Regions from separate parts of the Rattus norvegicus genome. Here region 2 is linked to region 1. Evidence: chromatin contacts called from public Hi-C data. All regions are on one chromosome and are shown on one strand. Each heading gives the region's core, a stretch centred on a gene start, on an enhancer-like site or on the middle of the called end of the contact. The rest is flanking DNA. Distances are from core to core; before and after follow the strand shown.

What was found. A called contact is a pair of places that touch in the nucleus more often than the background predicts.
Region 2: a Hi-C map of liver shows a contact between it and region 1, with 2.5 times the contacts expected there. The contact joins the enhancer-like site here to the promoter of Tmem201 in region 1. A contact is called at or near these places in 11 of 12 Hi-C or Micro-C datasets (the A7r5 cell line, the Rat2 cell line, Schwann cells and 7 more) and 1 of 1 datasets of contacts at active chromatin or transcription factors (oligodendrocytes).

What each region holds. Positions count from the first base shown.
Region 1 is chr5:165,469,657-165,475,344 of GRCr8, reverse strand. Tmem201 (transmembrane protein 201) reads left to right here and starts at 3,444. Exons shown (of 11, transcript XM_001078224.7): 1 at 3,444-3,673. The coding sequence starts at 3,561.
Region 2 is chr5:165,529,622-165,535,309 of GRCr8, reverse strand. No RefSeq gene overlaps it. Among named protein-coding and RNA genes, the nearest start is that of Slc25a33, 29 kb to the right of the region's middle. Within about 2 kb of position 2,804, at least 26 of the 93 cell types and tissues checked have an H3K27ac peak or open chromatin away from gene starts, as enhancers often do. A contact at or near this core is called in liver, where this site is marked.

The DNA of each region.
Region 1 (5,688 bases), core at 2,195-4,694:
TCAGGCTTCACTGCAGCCTAGGGCAGCAGCATGAACCACGGATACCAACGTGGCCTCCAGCGGCTTCACAGACCACTGGGGTTTTTGCAGGAGGTCCTCATCTCTGGCCTCTGTCATTGCCCAGAGCCAGGGGTATCCTGCGGCATAATCTGGCTGCTGCAACCATCACGACGACATGCTGTCACTGCTCGTCACCATCACACTTCCAGTTCGGCTTCTCTCCACAGCCTATGCACCACTCCATTTTTCTGTCTTCCCCACCTCTCCATCACATATTTGTTCAACTTAGTAGTGCCTGCCGCCCACCCACCCACCCCACGCCACAAGGGTAGGAGCGACCTACGTATCTTCCCCAACAAATCCATTTTATATGCGCTAGTATAAGTAAGTTTTCTGCTTTCCCTACACCAGGGCACTAAGTTAATATCATGTTCCCTCATTTCTTCCCACCCACATGGTGTAGCCCTGGGTGTCTAGAACTCACTCAGATCCTCCTGCCTCCGCCTCCTGGGTGCCGGTATTGAAGACAATGTCTCACCATACCCAGCCCTACAGATTCATCTTTATAATTTTTAGATTTATGATTTTATGTGTATGAGTGTTTTGCCTGGTATTCACATGAATCAAAGCTGGTCCAATAAGAACAGCAAGGCAGCTCAGTCTGGAACCTCTGAATGGTCCTCACGTGTACTTCTTTATGTGCATTCATAGCACACCTTTAATAGCCCTCGCTTCATCCGGGCACCCGCCAAGCACTGGGCCAAGGGGGCAGGTGTCTCCCCATATATGCAATCCTGGCAGCCTTGTCAGCAGGAGGCAGACCGTACATGGCCACCTTGCAATGGTGCGGATTACAAGTGGCCTACAGGACTGTGTGTCCCTCTCGCAGGATGCCATGACTAAAGGATAGCCAAGAAGCCGTAAAGACTGGTGGAATGCCTAACTCAAGACTGGCAGCTAACGCCTGAGGTGGTCAGTCTAAGAGGTGGGAAGGTTTGCTTTGGCTGTTTGAGAAGTTCTAGTCTATGATTGATTGACCCATTGTTGGGGGGGTGGTTCTGGAGACACAGCTCAAATAGGCATACAGCATAGCAAAGCCATCTAATGTCCTGGAAGCAGAGATAAGATACTAAAGCCTCATGGTCCCCCGCAAGACATGCCCCAGTGACTAAACTACTAGGCCGTGCCTCGTAAGAGTTTTTACCACTTGGGGCTAGAGAAATGGCTCACCTGTTAAGAACGCTGGCTTTCCTCCTACAGGATATGGGTTCAAGTTCTGAATCCTACAAGATGAATCAGAAACATCAACTTCCAGTCTCAGCAGACCCAGCGACACTGGGCCTCAGTAGGCACCGGGCATCGTCATAAAAGGTGGGACTTTTTGTTTTGGTGGTTTTGTGTTGTTTAGTTTTAAAGTTTCCAACACCTTTCAAGCTTCACCAGCTGAACATCAAAACCTTAACACGGGGGCTTGGAGGAGTTCGAATGTGAAATGGATCTGAACTCAGTTTTCCTTCCATTTACCTAAGACTTCGAGATACCAATAATCATGGAATGCCTAAGACCGTGTGAGTGATGTTCAGGAAGCTCGTAGACAACAGTTCTCTACCCACTGGAGACCTTCCCAGGAACCCAAGGCACCAGATCCAGAGAGCAAATGATGTTTAAACATGGGCACACAGTGTGTAAGCCACTGCATTCTAGGCACAATCGAAGCTAGGAGAAATAGAAGGATGGGAAAGGCCTTGACTCTGATGTGCAAGACACGCCTTCCGGCCCAGACCCTAATGCCACTGTGGTTTTACATTGATTCCCTGCACTTGTCCTGCTCCCTCCTTCCTGACTGGTGAAACATGGACAGATGAACTGGCAACAAAAAAGCAAGAGGTTTCAGTGACCCCCAGACCATCATTGCCGACAGAGAACTTGATCTTAAAAAACACTCATAAAGGGGCTGGAGAGATGGCTCAGCGGTTAAGAGCACTACTGCTCTTTCAAAGGTCCTGAGTTCAAATCCTGGCAACCACATGGTAGCTCACAAACATCTGTAATAGGATCTGATGCCCTTTTCTGGTGTGTCTGAGGACAGTGACAGTTTACTCACATATATAAAATAAATAAACAAATCTTTAAAATAAATAAATTAGAAGCAGCACCCTTCCATGGCCTTTGCTGATGCTCCAAGTTCCTGCCTTGTTGGAGCTTCTGCCCTGACTTCCCTCAGTGACAGATTGAACTGTGATCTGGAAGCTGAATAAACCCTCTCCTCCCCCCCCCAAATAAATTAATTAATTAATTAAACATTAAAACACTCATAAAATTGTGTGTGTTGGGGGTATTCCACAGAAACATAACATGCAATTAAATATAAACATTTTTGTTTGTTGTTTTTCAAAACATAGTTTTTCTGTGTAACAGAGCCCTGGCTATCTTGGGACTTTCTTTGTAGACCAAGCTGTCCTCAAACTCACAGAGATCTGCCTTCCTCTGCCTTCCAAGTACTGGGATTAAAGACATGCACCACCATGCTCCACGATTTTTCGATTTTTTTGAGAGATCAAAGGCTTGTGCCACCACGCCTGTCCAACCTGGTATAAATTTTTCTTGCTAGAGTTTTTTTCTTTTGTTTTCTTCTTTTTATTTCTGTTTGTTTTTTTTTGTTTTGTTTTGTTTTTTGTTGTTTTTTTTTTACCCCCCTGGGACAGGACCTCCTACTAGCCCATGGATTGCCTGATGACCTGGAACTCACTGTGTTGCCTCAAATTTACAGAAATCCTCCTGCCTCCGCTGAGATTAAAGATGTGGTTGCATCACCAAGCATCAGTGAGTTTTTCTTGATCCGTAGTTTACCTCACATAAATGCTGAAACACTCCTATAAGTGGCTCTTCCCTCGATCCCACTCCCCGAGGTAATCAATTTGAAGTGCTTCATCAAACTTGGCAACTATGAAAATCATCTACATTCGACTAAAAAAAAAAAAAAAGATTACCCCTTCAGGGCCAATCCCTCCCCCTCAGCCATTCATTCTAATGGCTGCATTATGTTCTGAAACATGCCAATCCAGTGATTATTTAACCTCGTTTCCGTCTTTGGACGTTTGTATTTGTGCAAGCTAATTTTCAACCACTGTGGGTTCTGTAGCGGCACAGGCCGGCTTTGGCCCGACCCCAGGAAAACAGGACTAATTAAAGGAAAGCATTGGCAAGGATTGGCGCTGAGTAGCAGCACTGGGAACCGCAAGTGCACGCATGCGCAGGCGGCAGGCGCAGGCAGCAGGCGCAGGCGCAGGCGGGGCTCCTTCCAGCTCTAGAGAGTGGCTTTCCAACAGCGGCCGCTGGGAGGCGCGTCCGAGCCAGCGCTGAGCGCTTCCGTCGGCGCCCCGCCCACCCAGGCTCGCCCCGCGCCTCGATTGGCTGCGCGGCGGGAGCGCGCCGAGTCAAGGGGCGGGCCCGCGCCGGCTACAAAGCGGCGAAGGTCACGGCGCGAGCAGGAGCGCGCGGGCCGCCGGGAGTCCCTTTTGCGTCCGGCGCCCCTAGCCCACCGACTCCGCCCGGAAGCTATGGAAGGAGTGAGCGCGCTGCTGGCCAGCTGCCCCACCGCCGGCCTGGCGGGAGGCCTAGGGGTCACGGCGTGCGCTGCCGCCGGCGTGGTGCTCTACCGGATTGCGCGGAGGTGAGTGCGCGCCCCACTGCACGCGGCCCGGGCTGCCGCCCCGCCCCCGCGAGGCTACGGCGGAGTCCCACGGGCGGACCAGGCCTGCTCGCGGATGCGAGATGCTTTCTCCGTCTCCACCTTTGCTCTCATCTCCGAAAAACCTCGTCGGGGAGCAGCTCCCTACCGTGGCTGGGGGAGGGGGCTGCTACTTGCTCCTCCCTTCGAGGCCTGCGCTCCTGGCTGTATTGCCCTGCTGGGCCTCTGTAGCTCATCGGTTGGGGTGATGAGAGCTGGCATTTGATGATCTACATGCGATAGCAATAACATTCCTCACGTAAGCTTCCCCCCGGAGAAGCCCTGGAGCTGAGTACTTAGAAGAGGCACGTGTGAACAGTAGCAGCCTTAGGCAGGCGCCTGCACATTTAGGGAACTTGCCCATTCTGAGGTGTACGCTGTACTCCTTGGACACCTGTCTGGAATGGGCTTTGGGGCCCAATACTCTGTCCTATCATGACTCAGAGATCACTCAGACCCCAACTCTCAAAGCTGGCCTTAGACATTCCCCTCCATGGTCAAACGCCAAAATGGAATAGTTTCTTCAGCAGGATGAAGGATTAGCTCACCTGATGACATTTCCTGAGGATAGGAACATATGTGCATTTATGGGAGCCTCTTCAGGACAACTAGGGATGTGCAAAGCTCAGGATTTGCCTCTAGTCCCCGGGGCAGCAAAGGGCTGTGATTTGAACTCCTGGCAACCTGGGTAATGGGTCGCCTTCCTTAACCCTGCTTTTTTTCTGAAGGAGAGGGCAGGCAAAAGTTGTTAGAGGTAGGTGAGTCACATGGGACTTCTAAGGAGAGAGTGGACATTAGCTGTGTCTGAAGGAGGGGACCACATCCCAGGGGGGCTGACTCTAGAGATCTGAACCCAAGCTTCCTGCCTTGTTTCCACCTACTTTTTGGAAGTCAGGGGGGCCTCTTAAGGTCAGCTAACCCAAAGCGGTCTCTTTTTACCTGGACCTAGGGGAGCCTAGGCAGTCTGCTTATGTGCCAAGCAGAGCTTGTCCCAAAGCCCAGGCACCTCCTGGGTGCCACTGCCTCTGCCAGCTCAGGATAGGGCACGTGGCCAGAAGAGCAGAGTGGGACTAGATCACTGCCTGTCACTCCTGCTCTGACTATGAAGGCCCTGCCTCTGCTAGAGACGGGAATCTAAGGCCTGAGGAGGTTTTGTGTGTGTGTGTGTGTGTGTGTGTGTGTAAAGGGGGGGTAAGGGCTGGTGGGGGTGGGGATATATTCTTGGAGGAGGAGCCAAAAACTCGTTCATTCTTTTTTTTTTTTTAATATTTTATTTATTTAATGAATGTGAGTACACTGCAGTTGTCTTCAGATACACAAGAATCCGTTACAGATGGTTGTGAGCCACCATGTGGTTGCTGGGAATTGAACTCAGGACCTCTGGAAGAGCAGTCAGTGCTCTTAACCACTGAGCCATCTCTCCAACCCCCTCGTTCATTCTTTTTTCATGCTGACACCAGGCTGTACGGGTGTTTGGACTACTGCTTGCTGCTGATTGGTCAGAGCATGGGCGCCTGGTGTGCACCTGTCTTTGTGAGCTCTGGGTTTCATCTGGAGGTGAATTGTCCACTCACAGGTCTGAGGCAAGCCTAACTTAGCAGGAGGCCAGGCTGTGGCAGGCAGGGGCCCACTGTTGTGGAGAATGGTGGTCGAATACGCCAGAGGAGAGCCTACAGGAACTTGCTGTTGGGAGGGCCTTTAGTGGAGTGGGTGTTTTCAGGCTAAGCACAGAGATAGCAGAGGACAAGACTGTGGCCCAGAGGAGCCATGTCCATGTCCCTGTTCAGGTCAGCCCTTCCGAGTTTTTGAACTGGCCAAAGTGGTTGCAGAGAAGTTGTCTAGAGCCCAAATCTAGCCACCCTTGCTGCCTTACCCATGGAGTTTTCGTGTCCCAGTTACAGTTAATAGTGAACGGCTGCCATTCCTGTCAGGTGCCCTGCACCATGCACTCGAGCACC
Region 2 (5,688 bases), core at 1,555-4,054, 61 kb before region 1:
ACGGCAGTGCCACACATTCTATGGATTGAGACAACTGTGTCGTGTCTTTTCAGGATTTCCCCCAACTAGCTGTGCCTCACCCGGTCATCTCTTGTTAGCCATCGATGTCTTCACTGTTTCCCCGGGCATCTAGTGTCCCCAGTGTCGTGCAGTTGAAATAGTATAGCATCCTTCACATTGGCTTGGCGATGGCAGATCCCGGACGAGACACGGGAGAGGGACAGAGAGAGAGAAGAAGAGTAGAAGAGGAGAGGAGTAGAGGCCAGCCACGAGCACAGGACTCTTGCAAGAACAAGAGAGTGAGGAAGGAATAAGCAGGGCGCCCCCCCCACCCCCCCCCCCCGGAGCTGAGGACTGAACCCAGGGCCTTGCGCTTGCTAGCACTGAGCTAAATCCCCAACCCCTAAGCAGCCCCTTTTATAGTATCAGTTACCAGGCTGTTGCCAGGTAACTGTGGGGAGGAGCATACCTGGCTGTTGCCAGGTAACTGTGGGGGTGGAGTTTAGAATGCTTACAGAGGGGGCCTGTATTCATTATTTCATTAAAGCCTAAGCCATAATCCCAGCCTCTCCTCTGCTCTGCTGTCCCTGGGCTCAGCCAGGTTGACCCAGGGCAGGTCTAATCTCCCTACTGAATCCCTTGCACCGTGCAGTCTGGCTCCGTAGCAGAGCCCCCACCTCCACCCCACACACCCTTTTTGTTTTGTTTTTGTTTTATGAATACATTGTAGCCAGTAGAGGGCATAAGATCACAAATGGTTGTGAGCCACAGTGTGCTTGCTGGGGATGGAACTCAGGACCTCTGGAGAAGTAGTCAGCGCTCTTAACCGCTGAGCCATCTCTCCAGCCCACCCCCTCCCCCACCCAAAGCTTCTTACCTTGCTCTAACTCTGATCTCTTGGAGCTCTGCTACATCCCATAATACATCAAGCAGCCTCCACACTGCAGACATTTCCCAGGAGACTGGGCTGATCCTTCATCCTGCTTCTGGGAATACAGAAAAGTAAACTAGATCCAGCCACGGTCCTGGCGACCACCCTGCAGTGTTGTGGCAAAGAGCTGTGAGTGAATGGCAGGGGGTCAAGGTCAGAAGAGAGTGGCAGGAAAGAAAGTCCAGTAGCCAATTCCAGTGTGCTTTTGCACCCATCCTATCCTATGAGGCTACCCCGGGTCCTGCTTGCAGGTTCGATGGAATCTTCCTGGCTCCTGCATGGGGCTAGCCTGAGAACTTTCCCACTATCCCTTCCTTTCCACTGTAAACATGTCCATTACTGACCATTGTCCAAGGCCAATCATCACTCTTCAGCTTAAAAATCCCTTGAGAGACCGTGGGACCGGCTCCGTCAATAAAGCGCCTGCGGCCCGAGCATGAGGACTTAAGTTCAGGTGCCTGGTGTCCCAGTGAAAACGCAGGGTAATGCACATCTAGAGTCCCAGAACTGCCAGGGATCTGGTACTCGTGGGTTTCTGGAACTCACTGGTGAACCAGCCTAACAAAGTTACTGGACTGCCTTGAGAAAGTCTGTCTCAAAATATGAAGACTAATTGAGAAAAACATTTGATCTTGACTTCCTGCTTCTACACACTCGCGCGCACACACACACACACACACACACACACTCCTCTCTGGGTCTAAGGAAAGACAGCTGCACCAGGCCCAGCCAGCTCTACTCAGAGCTGAGACGTCAAAAGTCTGATACTTTTTGGACTGTACACAAAAACATTAATTCCTAGGTTGGAGAGACTCGGCAGTTACACACACCTGTTTACCTGTTTGGTTCCTAGCATCCATGGGATGGCTCATGACCACTAGTAATGCCAGCTCTGGGAGATCTGCCCTCTTCGGGGCTCTAAGGGTACCTGCACTTGTGCTTGTGCATGTGTGCGGCCCCCTCCCCATGCACTCAAAATTCAAAAAATAATAAATACTAAAAAAAAGTTTCAACTGTTATAAAGTCTGACTGGGTGGTCTATATAAAAAATAGTTAATGTTTTCTTTTGAAGAGGAAGGGGCCTGTAAATGTGAAAATCCTGGCACCGTCTAGAGGCAGTGTCGGAAGGAGCTTTCTCTGAGGACTTCCTTCTAACTTATAAATAAAGAACAAAGCTCTATTCTGCCCCTGTCTAAAGAAGGACACAGTTAGAGGCAGATGTTTTTGGGGTTTTTTCCTTAAAAACCTTTCTTTTCTTTTCTTTCTTTCTTCCTTTCTTCCTTCCTTCCTTCCTTCCTTTCATGTATATGAGTACACTGTAGCTGTCTTCAGACACACCAGAACCCATTACAGATGGTTGTAAGCCATAATGCGGTAGCTGGGAATTGAACTCAGGACCTCTGGAACAGCAGTCAGAGCTCTTAACTGCTGAGCTATCTCTCCAGCCCAGGGGCAGATGTTTTAAGGGTCATTCCCTGACCCTGAGCCCACGTTCAATGCCCATAGTCAATACATTTGTCCCAAAGGAAAGTGGGGGAAAAGTCAGGCCTTGAACTTGGGCAGTAGGCAGACGCTGGCCCATGGATTTGATCTGGGATTGCCAGTGCCACATTCAGGTGCATATTCTCCCTGGCGGGGAAAGGGGCATGGAAAGAAAAAACCTGTAGCTTGAGACAAACAAGTCCAACCCGTGCTCCAGGAAGCCAGACCCATTAACAGCTCGACCTGCTGCCCAGAATACAGACTGCATCAGGAGCCACCCCACCATTACCAACAGAGTCTGCCTTCCTCCACCCGCAAGGGGCTGCATGCTCCAGAGACAGCTTTTCCAAGCGAGAGCAGAGGGAGGCAGCCCCACGTGACTTCCCCTTTCCCGGGAGCCTGTTTGTTTATTCTGGTGAGACAGGCAGACAAACTCCCAGCAGGCCTGGGAACCTTCACAAAGCTGCAGTTACTTGCCTGGAACCTCATGTCCCTCCAACCCCTGAACTCCACGACCCATGTCTCTTCCTTTGGCCTTTGCCATTGTTGCTGTTGGCTTTTCGAGATCTCTCACTCATGGCTTCTCAGGCTAGCTTCTAACTGGCAGCAATCCTCCTACCTCAGCCTCCCCAGCGCTGAGCCTGCAGTGATGTGCTACCCTACCCAGATACTAGATGCTTTTTGGCCATCCATCTGCTTCACTCTGGCATAAAGGAAGAGGAGGGTGCATGGCCAACCTGAGGGGAAGAGTATCCATAGAAACGACAGCTAGGAGCAAGTCCAGGCTGTCCACCAGGCACATGGGGTCATCCTCACCCATGGAGGACCCAGGGTACTCCTATGAAGATGGTCCACAACACAAAACAAAACAAAAAATCAGAAGTTTATGTTTTTATATTCTGAAATGAGTGGGTTTAAAACCAGTATATTAATGGAAACTTGTGTTCTTCTTTTTTCCTCCCTAGAGGGAGGATGGTCAGGTTATTGCCCTGACTGATTCAAACTCGCCCTGTCCCTAAGGATGCCCTTGACTTCCCCATCTTCACCTCTCCCTCCTCCCGAGTTCTGGGAGTGCAAGCATGTACTTCCATGCCCTGGCAGCCCTCCTCTTCTTCTAGATCCTGGTGGCCTCAGGCTCTGTCCCTTGTGTCTATAGCCTTCTATCTCCCTCCTAGTCATACGTCATATTTTTCCATGTTAGATCTCCTCCTGCCCTGCCTTTCATAAGGACGCCAGCTTCTGGGTTTAGAGTTCACATGCAGAATCCAGGATAATGTTGTCTTGGCGTCTTTAATCACGTGACACCCTCAACAGACCTTGATTAAAAATAAGGTCACTTTCCCAGATCAACGCAGTCATATCTTGATGGGGCGGTTGGGGTGAACACACCATTAAACTCACAACAATCATTTTCTATGGCTATAATAAAGCACCGCAGGCTTATAAATAAAGGAGATTTGGCGATTCCAAAATCTAAAAGCAGGACTGGAGAGGTGGCTCGGCAGTAAGATCACTTGTGTTCTTCCAGAGGACCCGAGATTGGTTCCCAGCACCTACATCCGGTTGCTCACAAGTCCATGTGACTCCAGCACTGGAACTCTACTGCCCTCTTCTGGGCTCCATGGGTTACTGCATGCATGGGGCATACAGAGTGATCGACACGCATACACATAAATTAAAATTAAAAAGCAAACAAACAATCCAGGTGCAGTGACACACACTCCTTTAATCACAGCCTCTATTGAGAGTCCCTCGTGCAATGGTCCCATGTTGGAAGGAGCATGTGAGAGGAGAAGAGACAGCGGCCCAGAGCATGAGGAGACAGTCTCATGACCTCCCAACATTACCACACAGACAAGCAAACTTCCAAGCACAGAGGGACACGCTCATGGCAGGGACCAGTTAACAGATGAGTTGAGAGTCACTAAATCCAGTTCTTTCCATGTCCACTGGTAACAGTGAGAAGATACAAGGGAAGGGGCCAAGTGTCCACACTTGGGTAAAGCTTCACCTTTAGGGAAAGTGAATTTTGTATAATTGCCCTGAGAGCCCACTGGGACTCCCCAAGCCTTGCCAGGCTGGCTGCTTGGATACTCTTCCCTAACTGTTGCCGCCTTCATCTGGCTGAGGCAGAGCCCTGCAGAGGACTCTGAGTGCAATCACTTGCAAAATTCTCTCTCTCTCTCTCTCTCTCTCTCTCTCTCTCTCTCTCTCTCTCTCTCTCTCTCTCATGTGTATGAGTGTGTGTGTACACATGCATGTATGTGGGTTAGGTGTCTTCCTCTATCACTCTCTGTCTTCTCCTTTGAACTGGGAGTTTACCATTCATCTAGGCAGCCTGGCCAGAGTGTCCTGGGATCAGCCCTCCCCATCCTCCAACATTCCCCGCCCCCAACCCAATGCTAGGATTAGAGACTGGACCATCATGCCTGGCTTTCGCGTGGTATTGGGCATCTAAACTTAGGTCCTCATGCTTGCCCAGTGAACATTCTACCTGATGTGTTTATGAAAAGATAAAGAGAGTGGGGATTAGGTTCTATGGAGGTGTGGTGAGGTATGGAAAGGGGGTGCCTCAGCGGGCCCTGCTGAGACATCACTTCCCCTGAGGGACCAGTCACACGACAGAATAGTATACAATAGAGTTTATTCAGAGCATGGGGAGGGGAGTTAAGAGAGTAGTAGGGCAGAGAAAGAGAAGTAGAGAAGAGGAGGAGGCGAGGAGGAGAGTAGGTCAGCCATTAGCATGTGGAGAGAAGGGGGAAAGGGAATGGGGAGAGAGGAGACAAAGGGGCTAGAGGATAAGACAGAGAGGAGGGGACAAGCAGCCCCTTTTATAGTGTCTGGCATACATAGCTGTTGCCAGGTAACTGTGGGGCAGAGCATGCCTGGCTGTTGCCTGGTAACTCTGGGGGTGGAGCTTAGACAGAATGCTAACATAACCCACGGAACCATTACCCTAGTCCCTGCTTGTTTTGTTGTTGTTGTTTGGTTTGGTTTTGGGTTTTGGTCTTTTTGGTTTTGGGTTTTGGGGTTTTGGTTTTTGGTTTGAAACAGGCTTTTTCATTGACTTGGAGCCTGCCAATCAGTCTAGGCTTGGCTGGCCAGCAGTTCCAGGATTGGATCTACATCCCCAGCAGGTCAGAGCTTTTTAAATATGGGCTCTGGGGGATGGAGCCCAAGTCCTCATTCACGCTTGCAGCAAAGGCACGCAGGTTACCAGCTGGGCTATCTTCCCTTCTTACTCCCATGCAACCCTCTTCACCACACAGCCTAAG